Linked DNA regions of Mus musculus: all the other regions are linked to region 1. The links are chromatin contacts, called in public HiChIP or PLAC-seq maps. All regions are on one chromosome and are shown on one strand. The core of a region is the stretch at or near the end of the contact, and the rest is flanking DNA. Distances in the headings are between cores, read along the strand shown. Region 1 has its middle 64 kb from the start of Gm19956. Region 2 overlaps Gm46660 (a long non-coding RNA gene). Region 3 holds the start of Rab11fip2 (RAB11 family interacting protein 2 (class I)).

Evidence for each region. HiChIP or PLAC-seq counts read pairs in DNA pulled down with a chosen protein or histone mark.
Region 2: an H3K27ac HiChIP or PLAC-seq map of embryonic fibroblasts shows a contact between it and region 1, with 6 read pairs. The contact joins two enhancer-like sites. A contact is called at or near these places in 1 of 15 datasets of contacts at CTCF or cohesin (the NIH/3T3 cell line), 2 of 484 Hi-C or Micro-C datasets (adipose-derived mesenchymal stem cells and muscle stem cells) and 3 of 115 datasets of contacts at active chromatin or transcription factors (the NIH/3T3 cell line, embryonic fibroblasts and embryonic limb bud).
Region 3: an H3K27ac HiChIP or PLAC-seq map of the NIH/3T3 cell line shows a contact between it and region 1, with 4 times the contacts expected there. The contact joins the promoter of Rab11fip2 here to the enhancer-like site in region 1. A contact is called at or near these places in 4 of 39 promoter capture datasets (the 3T3-L1 cell line, the SN4741 cell line, cranial neural crest and 1 more), 5 of 484 Hi-C or Micro-C datasets (adipose-derived mesenchymal stem cells, embryonic fibroblasts, embryonic stem cells and 2 more) and 2 of 115 datasets of contacts at active chromatin or transcription factors (the NIH/3T3 cell line and embryonic stem cells).

Annotation. Positions count from the first base shown.
Region 1 is chr19:59,588,808-59,592,175 of GRCm38.p6, forward strand. No RefSeq gene overlaps it. Among named protein-coding and RNA genes, the nearest start is that of Gm19956, 64 kb to the right of the region's middle. Within about 2 kb of position 1,429, at least 19 of the 459 cell types and tissues checked have an H3K27ac peak or open chromatin away from gene starts, as enhancers often do. A contact at or near this core is called in the NIH/3T3 cell line and embryonic fibroblasts, where this site is marked.
Region 2 is chr19:59,887,609-59,890,763 of GRCm38.p6, forward strand. It overlaps Gm46660 (a long non-coding RNA gene), which reads right to left. Exons shown (of 2, transcript XR_001782703.2): 1 at 1,897-3,155. Among named protein-coding and RNA genes, the nearest start is that of Gm46660, 4.1 kb to the right of the region's middle. Within about 2 kb of position 1,518, at least 15 of the 459 cell types and tissues checked have an H3K27ac peak or open chromatin away from gene starts, as enhancers often do. A contact at or near this core is called in the NIH/3T3 cell line and embryonic fibroblasts, where this site is marked.
Region 3 is chr19:59,942,007-59,945,312 of GRCm38.p6, forward strand. It overlaps Rab11fip2 (RAB11 family interacting protein 2 (class I)), which reads right to left and starts at 1,358. Exons shown (of 6, transcript NM_001033172.3): 1 at 642-1,358. The coding sequence starts at 994.

The DNA.
Region 1 (3,368 bases), core at 179-2,678:
TTCCAGTGAAGAAAGGGAGGCTCAGAGAAGTTAAGTGACTTACCTTGGTCACACAACTTATGAGTTGCCCATGTCAGACTTTGGATCCATGTTGAATTTTACGGACATACCACATGACCTGTTCTCTTCCAGGCAGCCCTCTCTGATTTTCCACAAATCCTAAGCCAAGTTTTATTATTTGTGCTGTCTTTTGAAATTCGATTTCTCTGTCCCTGACATATTTTCCTGACTGTATTCTCAACATGCTCCAGCTCAGTATCCGAGTGTTGTACGTATTCAAAATCTGCACCAAACAAGCGTATCATAAGAAGCAACTTTAGCTGTGAACTTGGACACTGGAGAAAGTTACACTTTAGCCGATTGGATGTTGTTGGGCTGGGGGGCCAGCACTGCTCATTAGACTTCAAGGTGATTTATCTTTCTGCTTTTTTTTTTCTTGCCTACTAATGGAAAATTCTCTCCAAAGTCACATTAATTAGCACTCAGAGGCTGTTGTAGCAAAATCTTCCCAAAATAGCCCCAAGTACATCTGCAGGAGGGGAGAAGGGCTGAGCCTCTGATGAGGTATGTGGATTTGACAGGCAGAGAAAGCTTGAAATAGGCAGACTGGCAGCCTCCAACTGCCCTAGAACATGGGTGGGAAATGGCAGCTCCAGGATGGAGAAGATTTTGTGTTTACCTGAAGACCACAAGGAACAGGCACACGGAAGCCGTTGTTCCTTTGTCCAGAGCAGGAAAGGCATGATTGACGCCACCTATCACCAGATGCAACAGTTAAGAAAACCTCTTCCTGGTAAGAGTGGGCCCTCAGCAAACATGGAGCATGGGACGGAGTGGAGGGACTACAAGAGAGTGTGCACGTCTCTTTCTTTGTTCATTTTACGTCGCTGTGGAGACCTGATGTTCAGGAACCCTCCAACCCCAGAAGCGGGTGGCTGTTTGTTTATCCTTGTGGTTGAAGACTGTTGTGTACAGAATACCCATCAGGAGACTGAAGTTGAGTGGAAGCGATGGGGTCCGTGGGCAAAGCACTTGCAGAGCGCCGGGGAGAAGTCGACATTGGATTCCTAGCATACAGGAAGAACTGCCTGCAGTGCCAAGGTGGAAGCACGAGAGTCAGAATCATAGGGAAGTCTGCCTCAAACAAGGTGGAAGATCAGGATGGCACTGGAGATTGTCCTCTGACACTTACACCCCCCTTACACACACACTAAAATTAAAAAAAAAACACATTGTTGAATGGCACGCAGTAATGGAACACTCCTCCTGCCTTGCTCACCCCCACTAGGTTTGTAGTGAGAGTGAGAAACAAGTTTTCATTATCTTACAACATAAAGATTTGGGATTGCTGTTCATAGCATCTTGACATGGCCAGTGCTGACTCATGCGTTGAAATTCCCCCATCACCCCATGGCCAGTGCTGACTCATGCTTTGAAATTCCCCCATTCCCCCATCCTCTTCACTGCTTGGAAAATGTCTGTGGCTGTTTGTTCATCCTGCTCCTCTTTTCAATTTAAAATATCCACAGTGGAGACACAGTCCAGACTTTTTATAGAATGCATCTCTTTCTGATGCTCCACCATCTTGTTAGTATCTTCTGCGTATTTGCTTACTCTCTGTTTCTCGCTTGTGAGTATAATTTCTGTGTGGGCAGAGGCCTTGCTGTGGACACTACTGTATACCTTGTGCTTAGTATCAGCATGACAAAATGATTCAGGGGTAAATGAGCTTAGAGATACAGCAGACAGGTGGAGTGAGTCTATCTACCTCATCTTCCTGGTAGGCACTATTCAGACCCTCCATCCAGTCCCCAAGCCAACAGTTACATGTTAGGGAGGATTTTCAAGGCCTCTCAATAGCAATCCTGCAGAGGATCAGGGAGCATGAGACCAGGGCTGGCAAGAGCCTCTGAGGCAAGAACAGGATTTGGGGGTGCTTAATTTAGCTTCAGGCTTCACACTTGTGTGGGCTTGGACCAGTTACCTCACCTCCCAAGGCTCCATATTCTCATCCGCGAATGCGTTCACCACTACTTCTACCCCAAGGGTTCTTTGTGTATTTTCTATGTCATAATGACATAATTCACATATAATGTTTAGTATAAGACTGCTGGGGTTCAGGCACTGGGCATGACACCCAGTTCCTCCTGCTTGCTAGGCAAAGGCTGTACTACGAAGGGACAGCCGCGGCCTTGTTATTAGGAATTGATCCACTCTTCTGAAGGAATCCCAAGAAGTAGAGATCTCAGTCACAAGTGCAAAACTCCAGAACCAACCTCTGGGAAAATGGAGGCTTTGTGAACTTTCTCCCCGTGTCTCCTGCCTGTCAGGTCCATGTGAGCTGCTTTTTGGGAAAGGATTTAGCACCAAGTGGAGAAGGGGCAGTCCTCAAATGAGACTCCATAGGAACCTGCTTCAGTTCACACATCCCTTTTTGATGCAGTCTGTTGGCTTTGGCATTCATTGGAACTCCTGGGGTCTTTATCCCAGGCAAACCATCATGGCTAAAGCAGAAATACCAGTGTTCTGTAATGGGATGGTTCTAGACCAGGGACAATTTTTCCGCCAGGGGCCACTGGGCAATATCTAGGATATTTTCGGTTGGCACAACTGGGGGTTAGGAATGATATTCATATCTAGAAGGCAGGGTACAGTAATGCTTTATGTACTTCAGAGTGGCTCGTAGCCCCACTACACGGAGTAATCTGGCCCCGAATGCCAACAGTAACAATTTTTGAGGAAAAATTGGCTAAAGAAAATTCTAAGATTTTCCCAGAAGGGGAATTGGTTTGGAGGTCTGGTGGCAGGCATGGTACTCTCTTCCACATGAGATCACAGACTGAGAATATCAGCTATTCTATGAGGCCAAGGGCTTTCAGAAGCACTGTGTTTATATGGGTTGTTGGCATGTGCTCTTCTGTGTGAATGTAGGTGCACACATGCCATGAATATGGAAGCCAGAAGACAGCCTAAAGGCTTGCTTCTTGTAATTTTGAGACAGTACTTTTGTTGTTCTAATGCTATTTCTTTAGCTGGCCTGGGAACTTCTGGGAATCCCCCTCCCCCCAGCTCTCTTTAAGAGGTATGGGATTGTAGATACTCAAGCCGCTGTATCCCATCTTTATGTGTGTGTTTGAAGCCACAAACTAACACCCAGAAGGTAGATGTGTTCATCCTGTCTTGCAGATGTGCTTGTGGTCTCTTGTGAGGTGTGAGGGGTGCACAGTTATACTTGCAGGAAGCTAGCAGTGGCTAAATGAGTTTAAATAAGTTTAAATGAAAGAACAGATGCCCACCGTTCTTCCTCCTGTAGCTTCTTCCCCTGGCCCCGAAGTTCCCCAGTGACTGGGGAAGAAAGAATGCAGAAC
Region 2 (3,155 bases), core at 268-2,767, 300 kb after region 1:
AAATTAGATTATCTGGACCAGAGTCTTGACAAACACTGCTGTATCACCCCAAAAGTGCCTTCCTCCTTTTCAGCACACCGTAATTAATCCCCCAAATACTTAGGTGCTTAGAAAAATTTCTCCCTGAAGCAGCAGAAGTGATTATCATGAATGATAAGTAAATGTGTCAGCATTAGTGCACTAAAGTAAGTCCCATCAATCTACACAGAGACATGCCTCAGGCTGGGTGGACACAGCAGCTGCTCTGAAGAGTGGCCTGGGTGTGTGTCATCCTCTTTTCTCTGCTAACATTACAAGTATATTATGTGTAATCTAATATTTGCCAAGCATCGAAAACTGCTTTTGATTGAATGAATTTACTGAAAAGCTTCATGGATGTAAACAGTCATTGGTGAGAAAAGATTGATTCCTATAATAGGATCCAGCTGTAACTTGCCTTGAGCATGGTCCAAATTCTTTAGGGGAACCTTTGGCTTTTTTTTTCCCCTGCCAGTGTAGTTGAAAATGATATGCTATAGGTCTATTTTTTTTTTTTTTGGTGGGGAAAACTTGTTTAAACACATTCAGAATGCCGCTCCTGTTTTTATTGAAGCTAATCCTCCTGTTTTCCCTTGTTAAGAAAGCTTAAATATAAACACAATCAAATTTGTTCTGTGTGAGCTGGTAAAGCCCACTGCCTGACGATAATAGAAAGTGGACTAAAATAGCTTTCCCTAAACTTATACCAGAGAGGTAGTGCTATTTATTTGTAAGGCAGAATAATGGCACTGCAGACATCAAAGGATTCTGTGCACAATTAAAATTAATAACATTAATTGCAGATGCCTACATTCCATGTTCCCAGGACAGAGACCTAGTGGTACCTACTCCACAGATGGTCTCCTTTCCAGTGAATGGAATAAATAGGGCTTCCTGGGGGCCAATATTGATTGCTTATTATTATGAAAATTTTGCAGCCACATTGAATAACATCCCATTCTTCCCATTCTGGGAGGATCAACTGGTTGGAAGCAAAACTATCTACTTTATTGAAGGTAAAACCAAATTAGTGGGCATTGACACTTCATGCACTAGAAATGGGCTTCTCCATCCTTTTCCCTAAGTTAGAGGGAACTAAACTGGTCTCCACAGTCATCCATAGCTCTAGCCAACTAGAAAAGCCCTCACACAAGTCTTTGCAACTCACAGTGTTGCTTAGGCATCTCAGAATACAGAATGCAGAATGCAGAAACACCTCCCTCAAAGAGGATCAAGTGCTTTAGAGTTAAGGTCCCAGCCTGCCAATCCAGTGAGCTGTACCCACTGAGGCTGGGCAGAGCTAGACTGTCCCCAGAGCTTTCTCTTCTGGAAAACAGAAAGGAAACTGATGGTCTTCTATGGAAATACACAGCCACAGAATTAAGTATCAGAGGAGAGGAATGTGATTTCAAAATCATATCTTACTATCGTATTATTGTGCCTTACTAGAGTTAGAATTTGAAAATTTATTCTTGGTGTAGTAATCAGAGGAAAAACTGAGGGTAAATACCTAACACTGGTATTCATCACACAGCTTAGCGCCAGGTCTCAAGTGTGCCTTCTATGCAAACTGTCATTGTCCAAGTAATTGCTGGCTCATACTTTATATGTCTGCATTTTTGGTCTCTTCACAATCATCTGATGTGCCTTCTTAGTAAATGGTTGCTAGGGAGACTCATTCTCTACTTGGGCAACTATTTAAATTGGGAGACTTCTTGAATGACCTTAATTGGTTAGAGAGAGAAATCCCTGTTGTAATGTGCCTCCTCTTCTGTGTTAGCTTCAGAATCACCCGGATGTGTGGCAAACATTAAACAAACCATCACTTTGATTTGGTGATCCGCACTCACATCAAAGGTACCATCATCAAACACTTACCAGAGGGAGGTGATGAAACCCATTGTGCCTCTGCAGTGCACAAGGTGGACAGTGGGTAGGGTGTCCTGGGGTGTCTGCACAAGGCTCCTTAGAGAGATAAAGGAGGAAAACTCTGGGTGCTGCCGCATGGCAGTTGATAATCAGTGGAGGTCTTGGGTTCAGATCAGTTTTCTCAGCTCAAAACCGAAACTACTAGAATTGGGAAACATGGAAAAACCAGTTTTTATGATTGATGGTTTTGATTTATTTTATTTTGAGGCAGGGTATCATGGCCCTGGAATGGCTTCTCTCTTGTTAAGTAGTTGAGAATGACCTGTGACCTCTGATTCTTTTGCCTCTGCTCTCATGGGCTGCTGATCACCACTACATTGGGTATATGCAATGCTGGGTGTTGAACCCAGGAATTCTTGCATCCTAGGCAAACACTGCCAAGTGAGTTACATCCCCAGTCCCTGAAAAGTACTTTTTAAAAAAATGCAAATGAATACTATAAAACCCTAGACCACTGTATTTTGTAATGTGTTTTAAGGCTATGGGAGAGTCCAGCTGACTTTCCCTTTCTATCAAATCAGGAAACAGATGCAAAAAATTGTTTAGTGATTGAATCAAACTTATGTATGTAGTCCTCTCTGCCTCTCAAACTCTGGAAAATTATGGAGAACATGCAAGATTAAAAGAGGAGTGAGTGTGCTGGCTGGTTTTGTGTGTCAATCTAACACAAGCTGGAATTATCACAGAGAAAGGAGCCTCCCTTGAGGAAATGCCTCCATGAGATCCAGCTGTAAAACATTTTCTCAATTAGTGATCAAGGAGGAAGGGCCCAGGCCATTGTAGGTGGTGCCATCCCTGGGCAGTAGTCCTGGTTCTGTAAGAAAGCAAGCTGAGCAAGCCAGGGGAAGCAATCCAGCAAGCAGCACTCCTCCATAGCCTCTGTATCAGCTCCCACCTCCAAGTTCCTGCCCTATGTGAGTTCCTGTCCTGACTTCCTTTGGTGATGAACAGCAATATGAAAGTGTAAGCTGAATAAACCCTTTCCTCCCTGACTTGCTTCTTGGTCATGATGTAACCATATATACAAACCCTGACTAAGACAAGGAGGTTAGTGGGGATGCCACTTAGTGGCCTGCCCTTTGCACATTGGCCACCTGGAGGAGGGACCATGTTCTGTAATCAGCTGAAGACACAGTTCCTCCCATGCCACTTCTGCATCATGAAGTCAACCAACATTGGATTGAAAATTTTCTTTATCTGTACTGCAC
Region 3 (3,306 bases), core at 108-2,607, 350 kb after region 1:
TAATCACTGTCTCTGATCTTACACAACAGCTTTGCTGAACTAATTCTTCAGTAAACAATAGCTCCACTATACTGTAAATTCAAAGGGAAAATGTCAGTGGGCTCAAGACTGAAGATGTCTGTGCAGACTTCCAAAACTTTTGTTCTTTTAACAACTTTCTACCCTATCAAGAAGTACTGACCCTGAAAACTGGTGGAGCAAAAATAAGGCCAACTGTTTCCAATGCTGAAATAAAGAGTTCTAAACCTAGTAACTTATCTTTTGACACCCTTTACTAGTAATTTATTTTTTTAACAGTGCTCAACAAACATAGACCTAATGGTACGCATATATTTAATTTTCTGGTTTTCTAGTTCATGCTCTAGGCCTCTTATAAAAAGTATTAAAACCCAGTGCAAAATATTCCACTAAGAGCTCTTAACCTCACACAGAAATGAGAAAAAAAAATGGTTTACTAATCACTCCATTAAAAAAAAAATCAGAGTAAAGGCTATTTCCCTTCAAAGTCATGCAAAGAGAAGTGCTTAATACTGGATCCTATTTCAATCCCAAAGACCAATGCCTCAAATATACTATGTTCAAGAACAGTAAATCCATATATCTTTAAGTACCCAAAATTCAAAATAAATTATATAACTTACTCTGTTTTCCTTCTTTGTTTGTCCTCAAAGATGTCATTGAGATTGATTGCCACCTGCCCTAAAAACTTATCCAGTCCCACCAGGGACCTGTGCATCACTATAAGAAAAAGAATGTATTTCTCCGGACTACCCTGCATGAGCAACCCAGGCAGCTCAAAGGAGGCCTCCTCCTTCCAGACCGGCTCCAGGGTTTTCTCTGCTACAGATGTAGAATACTTCTCTTTGCCCAACTGAATTATGGTGTATGTGTCATTGGTACCACTTTTGCCTTTTGGCTTCAGATCTTTAGCTTGGAGCACTGTGACCTGCACGTGGGTTGGAAACCACTTTTGGGCTTGCTCAGACAGCATCATTCTGGGTTTTTTGTTTTGTTTTGTTTTTCGGTTTTGTTTTTTGTTGTTGTTGTTTTGTTTTCTCTGCGCAGAGTTCAGAAGCGCAGGCAGAGCCCCTCCCGCGGGGAGAGCCCCGTACCCTGATCACTGCATCCTTAAGAGCACTTCAGTGAGCTGGGCAGTCAGGGCTGCCGCGAGGTCCCTAAGGGCTGCTGTCAGGAGGACCGGTAGGGAGGCCGCCGCCGCTGCTGGGGTCCCTTTCTTCCGTAGAAGCACAGGGGCCCACATCACCTCCGCGCCTTCCGGGCCTCCGCGCGCAGCCCCGCGCCCCGCTTCGCCGCTATCCTGAAACCTGCGCCCCTAGGGCCCGGCCTCCGCCCCGCGCGGCCCGGCTCCTCCTCCGACCCGGCTGATACGAACCGTCGACGGCCGTGGGGCCTGGCTCCCTCCGCCCGCCCGCGCGGCCTCGCCTCGGCTCCTCCCCCCCAAGAGTGGCGCAGGCCTGGGCGAGCGGGGCGGAAGCGGCCGACCTGGACCGGTGTCGGAGGGACGCGGAGCGCGGGTGGCAAACCGAGGCCGGGCGGTGTCACCGGGTGAGGCCTGGCCAGCAACCCGCGGCTCCTAGCGCCCGGCGCGCGGCGGCCGCGCCACTTCCGGGTTGGCCGTCTCCATGTTGAGTGGGGCTGCGCGAGGGGCGGGGCCGGGCGGGGTTGGGGGTCAGCGCCTCCCTGGTTGCCTTGACGACGGGGCGCGCGGTGCGGGACGCGGAGGCTGGGATGCGCGCGCTGGACGGTGGGTGCTGAGGTTCCAACCTGTCGGTTGCAGCGGGCTGGGGAACTGTGAGCCCGCAGAGGCCGACAAGGGGTTCTGGGAGGCGGCACTGGGCCCTATACACCGCCCGCTATTGGGAGAGAACCGGTTTCCATCTTGGAAGGCAGAAATCTGTTCCAGCTGTGTGTTCAGTCCTAGCTGGGCGCTGGTGTCCTTTAATGGTGGTAGTTCTTCTTGAGTGACAGTTCAGACTTCGTCCAACCGTTCTCCATCGTCTTGAAGAGGAAACCTTCAACTGACTAAAGGGACCTCCTCCTGAGCACAGACCAAAAGCAAAGGATGCAGATAGATTCCAAAGCTTAATAAAGATTCTCTTGCTTAATAAAGATTCCCTTGCTTAATAAAGATCATAGACGCTTTGGGATGGCGTCAGAAGACCAGGCCCCCATGCCTGCCACCATAATTCTACGGAACTATTTAGTCTTTTTTCCCCCTTTCTAAGTTGTGTGTATGGCGTCCAAGTCAAAAGCATTCCCTGAGCGCTCACTGTCAAGTCCTCCAGGAATCCAAACCCCAACTTCATGGCCAGAGAGGACAGGAGTACTGTCTCTGCTTTTCAGTCTCAGGAGATGCATACTACCTCTGTTGACTTTATTTCTGTCCATGTCTGCCTAGGAAAATTCTGAAGCTCTTTGGACTGCACTTCCTGGCAGCACATCCAACCTGCGGCCAACAATAGCTATGAATGAGGCCAAACCCAACCTTAAATGCTATGAGAGTATTTAACTGCATTGTGCTTTTCTTCAGGGAGAACTTTGCAGACAGACAACAGCTCTCCAAGCAATGTCAAAAGATTAGACATCCCTGAAGGACTTTAGAGAACTAAGCATTAAACAGACATGCTAACCAATCTGTTGACTGACTAAATGCTTTTCTCCCTTTATGGGACTAATTTTGAGAATAAATATGATAGATAGGAATGTGCTTTATCCAACTTAAAATGGTCATAAACTGTAAGGTATTGGGTTTATTATTATCGGGCAAGTTTTAGAACTTCTGTTATACAAGCTGAGTTTCCATCCCGGGGAGAGCTGAGTTTCCATCCCGGGGAGACAGTGTTTGAAAAGGCCATGTGTGCAAAGCAGAACAAAATCATCTCACTGTGCACATAGCATCTGGATCCCAGAGCGGGCAGTTGTCAACTCTAAAGAAAAAATATTTTCAGGGATTTGTAAAGAGTACATTGGAGCAGTCAGTGGTGGAATTTCACCAGCATCTCTAGAGAGAAATAATATGACACCTGAAACTTGTAGAGAAACAAAATAAGTGTTTTGACATCCAATTTAAGCCTAGTTTTATAAACTGCATTTCAAAGGTTTCACATTTCTATTAGAGGTTGTAATTAAACAATAGGCAATTATAATAATGGATTGTGTTTTTAAAGCACTTACAGTGTTTGCTAAGCTTTATTAATGGTTATAAACTTGTTTACAAGTATCATTCCCCTCATTGTTGAAATGCAGCCATTTCTAGGGTGGAAGTTGGCTACAGCAGTCCACAGC